Linked DNA regions of Mus musculus: regions 1 and 2 are each linked to region 3. A link is a contact called in public HiChIP or PLAC-seq data. All regions are on one chromosome and are shown on one strand. Each heading gives the region's core, a stretch centred on a gene start, on an enhancer-like site or on the middle of the called end of the contact. The rest is flanking DNA. Distances are from core to core; before and after follow the strand shown.

The links. HiChIP or PLAC-seq counts read pairs in DNA pulled down with a chosen protein or histone mark.
Region 1: an H3K27ac HiChIP or PLAC-seq map of embryonic stem cells shows a contact between it and region 3, with 6 read pairs. The contact joins the promoter of Wee1 here to the enhancer-like site in region 3. A contact is called at or near these places in 5 of 39 promoter capture datasets (cranial neural crest, hematopoietic stem and progenitor cells, liver and 1 more), 2 of 484 Hi-C or Micro-C datasets (the HL-1 cell line and stem cell-derived neural progenitor cells), 7 of 115 datasets of contacts at active chromatin or transcription factors (the 230-238 cell line, CD8 T cells, bone marrow-derived macrophages and 4 more) and 3 of 9 other capture datasets (adipose tissue, liver and pancreatic islet).
Region 2: an H3K27ac HiChIP or PLAC-seq map of embryonic stem cells shows a contact between it and region 3, with 7 read pairs. The contact joins two enhancer-like sites. A contact is called at or near these places in 3 of 39 promoter capture datasets (the C10 cell line, HPC-7-derived erythroid cells and hematopoietic stem and progenitor cells), 5 of 484 Hi-C or Micro-C datasets (the MNK3 cell line, Th1 cells, embryonic stem cells and 1 more), 4 of 115 datasets of contacts at active chromatin or transcription factors (CD8 T cells, embryonic basal ganglia and embryonic stem cells) and 2 of 9 other capture datasets (adipose tissue and pancreatic islet).

Annotation. Positions count from the first base shown.
Region 1 is chr7:110,119,652-110,123,415 of GRCm38.p6, reverse strand. Wee1 (WEE 1 homolog 1 (S. pombe)) reads right to left here and starts at 1,357. Exons shown (of 11, transcript NM_009516.3): 1 at 491-1,357. The coding sequence starts at 1,066.
Region 2 is chr7:109,787,992-109,792,204 of GRCm38.p6, reverse strand. No RefSeq gene overlaps it. Among named protein-coding and RNA genes, the nearest start is that of Nrip3, 8.6 kb to the right of the region's middle. Within about 2 kb of position 2,699, at least 12 of the 459 cell types and tissues checked have an H3K27ac peak or open chromatin away from gene starts, as enhancers often do. A contact at or near this core is called in embryonic stem cells, where this site is marked.
Region 3 is chr7:109,943,325-109,947,332 of GRCm38.p6, reverse strand. All of the region lies in intron 1 of Dennd5a (DENN/MADD domain containing 5A), which reads left to right. Among named protein-coding and RNA genes, the nearest start is that of Dennd5a, 15 kb to the left of the region's middle. Within about 2 kb of position 2,517, at least 41 of the 459 cell types and tissues checked have an H3K27ac peak or open chromatin away from gene starts, as enhancers often do. A contact at or near this core is called in embryonic stem cells, liver and trophoblast stem cells, where this site is marked.

The DNA of each region.
Region 1 (3,764 bases), core at 108-2,607, 180 kb before region 3:
AAAGGACGCGCAGAATCTCTAATGCCATATCACATGGAACCACAAGTCCAGGGGGTTGGAACAAACCCTTTAATAAACCTAACTCCTTCCATCCGTGCCCCCCAAATTACAGGCCCGGACACCGGATTTAACAGGCACCATATGGCTCGGAGTGTCAGGTGGCCAGCAGCAATCCGGCACCCTGGCACACCGGACCACCGAGACCCAATACTCAACCACCTGGACAGCGGGGACCAGGCCCTTTGTAAAGTGGAGTAGTTACAGACCAGGCCCATTGTTCAGTTACATAATCTTAACCGACAACTTCTAGGCAGAGCCAAAAAGGGGGGCTGCCAACTTTTTTTTTTTTTTTGAGTGGCGGCGCAGGACAGCGAGCGGGGTGCGGCGGGGCGGTTATGTAACCGAACCCGGGCAGTGGCGCGCAGGGCTGCAGCGCCGCGGCCTTTTTTTTTAAAGGCCCTGGAGCCGGCTCCTCCGCCCCCTCCATTACCTTGGGAGTGTGCGGCGTGTCGAACAGGCGCAGCTTGCGGAAGGTCTTGTGCGGAGGGGTGCTCGGGTAGTCGGGCTGCGGCGAGCAGGGGTCGTCCATGGCTCGCGGAGCCCCGCAACCCTGCGGGGAGGCATCCCCTGGGCCGCCGCAGCGCACTGGCGAGAACGGGCTGCTCAGAAAGTAGGCGGTCGAAGGTGATTTGACGGGCGACGAGGAGCCGAAACCCTCCTCCTCCCAAGAGTCGCCCTCGGCGCCTCCACCCGCCGCTTGCGCGCCTCCGCCGCCGCCCTGCAGCAGCAAGTCGTCCTCCAGCTCTCCCGGGCTGCTGGGCTCCGCGCCGGGCGAGCGACGGCGGCGCTCGGCCTCGGCCTCGGCAGGGCTGCGTGCAGAAGGCAGGGGCGAATCCGGTTCCTGGAAGGCCGAGTCCTCCCCCGTACTGTGGCCGCTGCCTTCCTCCTCCTCCTCCTCCTCTTCCTCACAGTCGCTGCCCGGCGAGAAGATGAGCTTCTGCCGCAGACTGTAAGCGGCTCCTACGCGGCGGGTGGGCGGCGGCTGCTGTCGGCTCAGGAAGCTCATTTCCCGGCTGCAGTCACGGCGGAGCACGGGAGAACACAGGACCGGCGAGCAGAGGCCGGCGGCGTCCAGGTCGCGGCTGGCACAGGGGGCGGGTCCGCCACGTGCGATCGGGCGCGCCGGGCTGAGGCTGCAGCGGGCCTGCGCGGCGGCAACTCCGAGGCCCGTCAAGCTCACGACGGGGCGACGGCGACGGCTGCGGCGCGGGATGTCCAGCGGAGACTGGCCGGTCCAGTGCTGGCGAAAGGCTCCGCAAGTTCGTCCGCAAGTTCGGGTTCCGCGGCTTCCCGCGACCGTTAACCACGTGAGGGCCCAGCCCACCAATCCCCGCCCAGCCCCGGTTTGAAAAAACAGGGAGGGCGCGACGTAGCCCACGGGGGAGGAACCAGCTACGCGATTTTGGCGGGAACTCGCTGACTCCGCCCCACAGCCTAGGCGCGCCGCCAGTCGTGGGCGGGTCGCGGCATCCCGGGCCAATGAGTGGGCCTGGATTGCACAGAACCCCACCCAGAGTCTATGTTTAGAGGACCGGAGCCTGCCGGGAGCCGCCCTGCGAGGAGGGGCGAGAGGACGGCGGCTACTGCCCAGTGCTGGCCTTGGGTCGGCCTCCCTGTCTCCGGGTTCAGAAGCATCCGGACACCGTGCAGCCTTTGGGGACGCCTAGAAGCCTGGTCCAACCCCAGGTTCTGAGGCCCGACCCCTGGGGCGTTCTGGGCGTGGCTGTGTCCAGTCACGTTCTATAGTCGCGGTCCGAGCCGGAAACAGTGACCGAGCTCTGGACCTTGCCCAGCGCGAAACTCAGATAATGAGCTGCAGGACTAGGACACAGAGGTGGCCTCTCACACAGTCTTGTGTCCCTCACAGCCAGACTTATCCGTGATAATTGGTCCTGCCACAAGCCCGAATGCCTGACCTGCAACCGTGGTGTTTATATTTGTTCGCTTACACGTGAGAGTGCGCTAGCCAAACTGATTGGTCCCGGGAGAGAAAAAAAACAAAACAAAACTGAAGTGTAACAGAGGTGAGTGCTGGCGCACACACCTGTGATTCAAACAGTCTGGAAGCTGAGGCAGGAGGACCAGAAGTTTAAAACCCCTTTGCTCTGTAGTGGTCCTGTCTCATAATTTCCAGGAAAAAATAAGTTTCCACAACCTTCTCAACCGTAACTTAAATCTGTTTACAACAAGTGTGTTCCTATTTTGTATGCTATGATCAATCATTTCTCCTTGTTACGGTTTTGTTTTTTTTTTTTTTAGCATTCTCTGCTGGAGTGGGAATTACTGAGGCCAGACTGTCATACAGAAAAGTAGGTTTCTTTTTCACTAGGAAATTAGAACCCACTTTTGGGGAACTGAGGCCATCAGTAGAAAGCTTGATGTTTTTTAATGTAGATTCACATTATCTGGATAATAGCCTATTATACTCTTCTGTTGTCATTTACTGTAGTTAGGAGTACTAATGTGTGTGTGAGCTTTTTTTAACACTTCAAAGGCTGAAAAGTCAAACTGATTTTTGTTTTTGAGACCTGCCTTTGCCGTGTAGCCCGATTATTTGAACCACCTCCAGAGTGCTGGGATTATAGACCTGTGCACCTGCCAGGCCAGGCTGATGGACTGATCTTTGGTTTGGTTTGGTTTGGTTTTGTCTTGTTTTGTTTTCAAGATAAGAAAACTGTGTAGCCCTAGCTGACCACTAACTCACAGGGATCCATTTGACTTGGGAGTTCTGACATTGCTGTTAGATGGGTTGATCAGGGTGACCTGAAAGTAAGATTGAGCTCAACAGAAGCAAATTGCCCTTTACTTAGAACAACGCAGGCCAGTGAGTTTGGCAGTTTCAAAGAGAACTTCTAGAGTGGAAGTTTCCATATGCAGATCTGTTCCACTTAATAGTATCTCAAAAGCATAAATACAAAGGAGGTTGTTATAGTGATCTTCTTGTGGGCAACTTTTATCAGCTTGTCAATGTCAACTCTTCTGAGATTCTCAGTTCATCTGAGGTTTTGGTTTTTTTTTTTTTTTTAAGCCCTCCAATTACAAGTATGAGTCACAGGTCCAGCTTCCAAGCTAAAATTTAAAATTATTATTATTGCCAGGCTGGGCGGCACTTAATCCCAGCACTCAGGAGTAGAGGCAAGCAGAAACTACCATCCAGCTGAAACTACCAAGTAAGACCCTATTTCAAGAATAAATGATGATTATTAGTGTTTGTGTACATGCTACTATGTAAGTGTGCTGTAGTATGTCTGTGAAGGACATTAACCTTTACTTGAATTGTAGTAGTCAAACTCAGGCTTGCAAAGGCCTTCACTCTGAGCCATCTGTCAGCTCTGCCAAGCTGAATTTTTAATAAAAGCCCATTTTAGTACCTAAGAACATGGCATGAAGGATCCTGAGATCCTACTTGGTGCTTCGAAGTAACCACAGCTGTCTAAATGTGTCTTTTCGTACGCTAACCCAAACTGTAATTATGTTGAGCTGGTTGTTCTCGCTGTGATTGTAGGTCTCTATCAGTGGAGATTCAGGATTCCAAGGTGCATCACACCTGGCTCACACACTTACTTGCCTTTAATTCTGTGTAGGATAAGAACTTTACACCTGATGGCGGTGAGAGCCCTGGAGGGGATATCTGTCACCTCCTCTTCACACCTCCCCTTCTCCACACTTTTTTATGGACAGTTGACATTTTCTTAATTTTACAG
Region 2 (4,213 bases), core at 1,450-3,949, 160 kb after region 3:
AATTTTTAGATCATTATTAAAAATTGGAAGAACAAGGAAGAAATCACCCCCAATTTGTAATCCTGTCGAATGCTTCAGCCTTTGTGGCTCTAGGAGCTATGACATCCCCAACTTGGATTATTATCTTATCTCAAGATATTTTCTAGGACTGAGGGTAATTCTGAGTACAATCTGGTGTTTCCATCTCTTCCCTATGCTATGGTTCAAATCTGATACATCCTCTCAAGTCCAGGTACTGAGTACTGAGTACTGAGTCCAGGTACTGAGTACTTGTTCTCCAGCTACTGCAGTGTTTTAGGAGATGCAACTTTGCAGGAAGAGGGCCCTTGAAGGATTCTCCAAGCCTTTCCCTGGTTGTTGACTCCTGTCTGTCACTAGGTAAACAATCATCACCATCTCCTCCTCTCCCTCCTCCTCTTCCTCCCCCTCCTCCTCCCACCCCCATCACACTACACTCTGCTTCACAGTGGATCCAGAGACCTCTCTCCTTTGAGTTGCTCTGATGACTGTTCCTGGTTGTCAACTTGACCACATCTGGAATTAACTAAAACCCAAATGGCTGGGCACATCTATGAGTGAGGGATTTCTTCTTAATTAAATCATTCGAAGTGGGAAGACCCACTTTCATCTGGATTTTTTTTTTTTGATATGGGATGATCCACCTTTAATCTGGGGCCACCTTCTGCTAGAAGCCTATATAAAGGTCTTAGAAGAAGGAAAAAGTATTTTTTCCTGCTCACTCTTGCTAGCAAGACCATTCTTTCACTGGCATTAGAGACCACTTCTTCAGGATTCCGTTGTGTACTGAAGACCAGCAGAGACAACCACTACTGGATTCTTGAACCCTCTATTGGTAGACAGACAGCCATTGTCAGACTAACTGAACCACCCATAAGCCATTCTAATATATCGAGAGAGAGAGAGAGAGAGAGAGAGAGAGAGAGAGAGAGAGAGAGAGAGAGAGAGACTCATTCTGTAAGTTCTGTTTCTCTAGAGAATGCTGACTAACACAATTGCCTTCCTGGGAAGTTGGTTTCAGCGATTAAAAGTCTGACAAATACTCCCTACAGGATTCCTGAAGCAGAAATACAAACCCACCTCAAATCTGGGCTTTAATGTTGACTTTGCCTTGTAACCTGATTAGGAGTTGAAACATGAGTGGTTGCTGAGCAGAAACTGGAACCGATGCCACATGCTAGTCCCATGGACATAACCACATGAGGCAGAGGGTAATAAGAGGAGCTTTGGTGACCCTGGCCATACCTGCTGTCTCCATGGTTACCTGTGATGACCAGCTGGTGTGTTTGATGCCTGACAGGATACAAAACTGAGGGTGATATAGTAAGATGGCGGTGGTGGCAAAGAACCAACTAGGATGTTGGCTCCAGGTGACTTAAGGTGCAGGAAGGCACCTTGGAGCAGCTGCATCTCACACATCAACTGGAGTTGTGACTAACGTGAGTACCTCCCACTGAGGAACTAGGACGACTCAAGAAGAATCACTGGCCTGACAGCAGCCCCCCTTTATTCCCAGTGTCTTTTTGAGAATCTGTCCTTTCTGCTGGTCAGTGAGAAATGTCTTTCTCCAAGGCTTAACTTTTGCCATGTTTACTCTTTCAAGATTCCCAGTACATCCTCTGACATTCCTAGATTGCTAGCCCAGTTTTACTTATCAGCTGTGACCTTATGCAAGTTACTTAGGTCAGCAAGATGGGGGCTTGAGTTTGGATCCCCAACCCCCATATAAAAAGCTAGGCATGGGAGCTGGGAGCCTAAGCTTGTAATTCCACAGCTGGGAGGTAGAGATAGGAGGATTCCAGGGGCTTGTTGGCCAGCTACTCTATCGAATCAGTGAGCCCCAGGTCCAATGACAGAGCGGTAAAAGAAGACACCTAGTATCAACTTCTGCCACTACACACAAAATGTAGAAAGGACTCATATGTTCTTCAGTAACAAATAGGGAAACAAAATGAGCTATGTCCACATGATGAGATATAAGTTGGTCACAAACAAGCACTAGTATGTTATAAAACAAATGAACTATGGAAACATAGTACTAATTAAAAGAGGCCAGTCACAAAACACCAACCATTGTATACAAAATGTCCAGAATAGGTAAATCCAGGAAGACAGAGAGTAGATTATAGGTTGTGTATGGTTGGAGAATTTGGGAGAACACGGAATGATCAGTAGTGGGTATGGCGTTTCTTTGGGGGTTGTTGTGGAGAGCCCTGGGGCTAATTATATTTGATGTCAATTCTGTTCTCCTTTGAGGGGTTGAGAACAAGGAATGAGTCAGCACTCAGGTGATTTCCTGTAAACCTTCTTCCCACCTTAATTTGTAAAATAAAGGAGAGCTGATGATTGGGCAGAGAGAGGCAAGGTGGAACGGAAAGAAAGAAAAGAAGGAGGTTTGAGACAGAGAGAAGGCAGAGGAGGAGGAAGAAGAAAAGCGGAGCAGAAGCACACGGCCTGGAGAAACTGCAAGTTCTAAGGGTCTCATAGATGTGGAAGATGATAGTGTAGTGGTAGATCTGCCAATCTAGGCACACAACATGTATTCGTATTAATTGTGTTGTGTTTTCATTGCCAGAACATAATTGGGTTGGAGAGATTTACCGCGACAGGGGGTAATAGTGGTACAGCTCTGTTAGTCTATTGGGCACATCTCTGTGTGCATCTGTGAGGGTGTTCCAGACAGGCTTAACCAAGGAGTTAAACACCTACCCTGGCTGTGGACAGCACCACCCCACAGACCGGGGTTCTGGCCTGAATAAAAAGGGACAAATGAGAAAGGGAGCTGAGCCCTAGTGTTGATCCCTTTGCATCTTGGCCTTCCAGGACGTGAATAGGCAGCACTGCATGCTCCTGCCGTGGCAAATCTGCCCTGGTTCCCCTGCCACCATGGACCGCACCCTCATAAGCTGTGAGCTAGAATAACCCTTTCTTCCTGAAGAGCTCTCACTGGGAATTTAGTGACATAGCAAAAAGCGGTGAACACAGGGGGATTGCCTTCTGTGTCAGTGGCATGAAGGACAGAGAAAGCTGTGGAAACATTCCAGATTCCAGGCTGAAGAGATTTGACTCTGGGTGGATCCTGTGCTACAGGGGAAGGTTATAATAAAGAACTTTGTTACGTCAATTGACAAAACTAGAACATGAATAATTTAGGTAAAAATATTCTAGCAATGTAAATTCATGAAGTTTATATCTATACTGTGGTTAGGAGAGAGAAAAATCCCCTCCTCCCTCTTCTCTGGTCTTAGAGATGCAACTTCGCTGCCCTTGAACCTTCTGTGTAGCCCAGGCTGACCCCTAACACACACACACACACACACACACACACACACACACACACACACACACACACACACAAAACTGTCTCTCTCTACTTCTCTCTGTCTCTGTCCCCCATTTTTCTCTAAGGGGCCTCACTTACTGTATAGCTCTACCTGGCCTAGAACTCTGTGTAAACCAGCCTGGCCTTCAATTCACAGAGATCTGTCTGCCTTTGCCTCTAGAGTGCTAGGATTAAAGGTGTGTGTCACCATGCCTGAGCTAGCCTCGGACTCTCAATTCGCCTTTTTAGCCTTCCAAGCAGGAGGTGGATTACATACCACCATACTTGTATTTAATACATACTGTCGAATTAGTGGCAAAAGGTCATATTTTATGTAATTTGTCCTTAAATGTTTCAAGGAAAAAAAAGTGTATGCATGTAATAAAGTTTTAGTAACAGGGAACCTGGGAAAGGGTATACAGGTATGTGTAGTATTTTATGCTTGCAACTTGAAATTTTGGAATTGTTTATAAATAAAATATTACAAGCTTAAAAATAAATTAAAAAAAAAATGAGTAGTCAGGAATAGGTCTGGCAATGTAGCAGAGCGCTTACTTTCTTAGCATTCTCAAGGCCTGGGGTCAGAGAGGGACGAAGGTCAGATGTTCTCTCTGGGCAATGTAGAACTGAGCATGAAAGTAGGTTCAAGAGAATTCTGTGTGTGTGTGTGTGTGTGTGTGTGTGTAAATGTGTATATATTTACATTGCTGGGAGTCTACTTGTGATGTACTGAGTACTTCATCTTCCTGCTATCTGCCTCACCCCTACCCCAGGCCCTGCGGCCTGTCACCATCATTTCCTGACAGCATGCTCAAAGGAAGAAGGTGGAACCCAAGGACCCAAGGTGCTCTGGAGATAAGTAGTGATCACAAG
Region 3 (4,008 bases), core at 1,268-3,767:
CTGTGTAGAAGAATGTGTTTTATGTTGGTTGACTGATCTAGCTTGGTTGGCTTTGCTGCTTGGTTATGAGTGTGTGGTGCACTTAGTCAAGGGCATCAACTCAGTTACTTTCCATAAGGACAATTTTTGTACTGGACTCAGCTGACCATCCTGCTCACAAGTACACTGTAGTCCCAGGGAAGTGAGAAAGTGGGGTTACCAGCCTTGTTATCATAGAAAATGAACAGTGATTCTTAATTGACATCATCAGATGCCATCCATCCTCATGTTGAGGTCAGGAAAGGACAGTGCAGCAAATTTAAACTAGCTGAGTTCACACAGAAGAATTAGAAACATGTTCTTGTCTCTAAAATCCCCTGTCACACACATTTGTACTGAAATGCCAGCTTAGTGATGGGGCTCTGGCTTCCAAAGCTGTGTGTGACACAACCCTGCTCTCTCTTTCTCTCTTTGGGGGTGGGGTGGGATGGACAGCTAGGTATAGTATTCTGAGGAGTTACACATATTAATCATAACTGTAGGCAGTGGTGATAATGAAGCTGACCAAGACAACTGACAGAAAAAGGCACTTATTTGGGGCTTACAGTTGCAGAAGATTAGAGTTCATGATGATGTATTTGAGGTAGCAGCCAAGAGCTCACACACAAGAAGGGAGAGCCAACTAAGCCGGGCGGTGGTGGTGCACGCCTTTAATCCCAGCACTTGGGAGGCAGAGTCAGGCAGATTTCTGAGTTCGAGGCCAGCCTGGTCTACAGAGTGAGTTCCAGGACAGCCAAGGTTATACAGAGAAACCCTGTCTCAAAAAACAAAAACAAAAACAAAGAGAGAGAGAGCTCACTAGAAATGATGTGAGGCTTTTGAATCCTCAGAGCTGCCCCCAGCAACATACTTCCTCCATCAAGGCCATGACCCCTAATTCTCTCCAAATGGTCACCATCATCTGGGGACCTAGTATTCAAATGTCTGAAGCTCACGGGGGACTCTCACTCAAATGACCACAGATGCGTCTTTAATGTAGAGTATCTTGTAGGCAGTAATTGTCCAGAAAACCTAAAAGTTGGGCTGGGATGTGTTACTCGAAGAGCACTTGCTTAGCATGCACAAAACCCTAGCTGAGTCCCCAGCACATGGATGTGAACAACCACCACAAAGTTAGTATTTATTGATTTTCACTCCTCATTTAGCTATTATTTATAGAAATTTGAAGATCTTGTAATCACTGTTTGAGGCACACAAGTCATGTCAGTGAGTGAAATTCTCTTTATGGAGCTCTTTTAAGTGGAGAGAGATATATTAAAAATTTAACATAGCTTGGCCTGGTGGTGCACACCTTTTATCCAGCAGAGGCAGGCAGATCGAGGCTAGTCTGGTCTACAGAGTCTACAGAGAGAGAGTTCCAGGACAACCTGGGCTACACAGAGAATCTGTCTCAAAACCAAATAAATAAATAAATAAATAATAAACTAAATATAAGGTCAAGGCAAGAAGATTGAGAGCTCCAGGCTAGCCTGGGTTTCATAGTAAATTCTAGTCTGGGCTACATCTAAGAGTTTGTTTAAAAGAGAAAGAAAAGGAAAGAAAAAAGAACACTCTAAATAAGTAGCATGTAGTGTGTAAGGGGTGGAAAGGGTTGACAGGATCAGGAGTGTTAGGCCAGGGTGGATGTGGATATTCAATACTTTACTTTGAGAAAGAGGGCCATGTAACCCAGGCTGGCACACATTCTTGACCATTTCATGCCTTATTCTCTAAAATGCTGCATCCCCACCACAGCACACACAGACACAGACACACACATACATACACACACACATACACACACACACACACACAAACACACATACACACACACACACACATACATACACACAGTTTCTTTGTAGACTGGGCTAGCCTTGAACTCACAAAGACTCACCTGCTTTTGCATCCCAAGCGCTGGGAGTAAAGGTGTGCACCAACCCTGCCTGGCTGTGTTATGTTCTTCAACAGAACTGTTCAAAGGGTGAGTGAGGCTAGAGTGAGGCTAGTGAGTGAAATTATCAATATGATGGTGGGTGTTGTAGACCAGTGTTTTTCATTGCGTGTGTGCTCTGGACCAATTACAACAGCTCCCAGAATTTACTACAAAAATAAAATTCAATCCAGTGACCTGTTGGATTATATTTACCACCCGCCACCCACCTCCAATCTTTTTTTTTCCCATCTAGGTAAGGTCACATGTTTTTCAGGCTGTTATTGAACTGGAGACATCACTGTGTTAACCTCCTGAATTCCTAGGATTTCAGATGTATGCCAGAGAACCTGGCCGGGCTACATATTTTGCCTTTAGAAACAGAAAATTTGGGAGTGGGGCTTAGAAACCTATATTTTATCAAACTAACCAATCCCTGATGTATATACTATACTAATTATGAGAGCGTGTCCCATTCCCTTTTCAGTGATCGGGATTGACCCCAGGACATTGTGCATGCTGAGTAAGCACTCTGCCACAGTTTTGGCAACAGTCGGGAATGAAAGCTCCATATTTACTTAGCCACTTGTTCTTCAGGGAGGCTGGGACTGAGGAAGGAACGGCAGTGTTGGGCTTTGGGGCTGGTTACTCCTGCTTCACTTGCAGTTCTGAGGCTGAGAATGGCAAACTAGTCAGAACTAGTTTGTAGGATTGCGGGAGGGAGAAAGTAAATCCAATGCACATGGAATTATAGGGGCAAGTGAGGCTGTGCTAAGGGAGTGCTATAGAAGCCTTACCTTTTTTCCTTTATTATTGAAATTAGTGAGTCATTCAGCACCATCTCACTTCCTGCCATCCTCCTTTCAGCCTCTTCTGTGAATCTTAGCTCATCAGATTCTCTGTCAACACCAGAGCTGGAGAGAGAATGCAAGGTGCACTGTGAAACAAACCAGAAAAGAAGCAGACAGGAGGATCTGTGTGCTAGAGATCAGCCTGTGTACGCAGCAGCTCCAGGACTGTCAGAGCTATACAGTGAGACCTGCCTTGGGGTAGGGGTAGGGGAAGTCATCATTATGTAAAATAACATTTATGTATTTTAAAAAAATAAAATATTGAGGACTTGGCCTGGGCATGTAGCCATCTTGGTAGAGTTTTTGCATAAAGCCCCGGGTCTTATCCCTAGCACACTGCTCTAACTTCTGTGCTGGCACACACTGGCACTGAAAAGGCAGAGGCAGGAGGATCAGAAGTTTAAGGGTCATTCTCAGCTACATAGCAAGTTTAAGGCTAGCCTGGTCTAAAAGAAAAAAGCAGACAATCAAATCCAAAAACAAAAAAAGATTCAAGTAGGTTTTAAAGCACACACTTCTCATGGGAACTTTGTAATTACAGAACTGAGAAGTAAATCTATTCCTTTATCCAGAATCAAGCTCTGGAAGCATTCTGATGTAATTACGGTTTCTTTGGTATTTGTACTTTGTTTTTTGTTTTTGAGTCCTTTGTACACTATATGATTCTATATAGTCTTGTAACTCACTATGTAGACCAGGCTGGCCTTGTACTCACAGAGATCCATTAAAGTTGCACACCACCACACCTGACAAATTTGAAGGTTTTATCTCAGAAAAAAGTAAACACCAACACTGAGTGTATAACTTGATATATGTTACATGCACATACATGTGTGCATGTGGTCACAGCCCAGCTAGATGGTGTCAGGTTTTGTTATATGTGTGTGCATGCATATTAATTAAGTTTTATGGGTGATTTGCCTGTATGTTTGCCTGAGAGTGTCTGATTCTCTGGAATCGGAGTTATAGACAGTTGTGAGTCACCATGTATGTGCTGGAAATTGAAGCCCAGCCCCCTAGAAGAGCATTCAGTGCTGTTAACTGTTGAGCTATCTCTCCAGCTCTCTCACTAGCAGTTTTGACATAAACATAACTGTTTCTCTCTGCTTGTGTTGGCTAGTTTTATGTTAAGTCGACATAAGCTAGAGTCATTGGAGAGGAGGAAGCCTAAGTTGAGAAAATACCTCCATAAGATCAGGCTGTAGG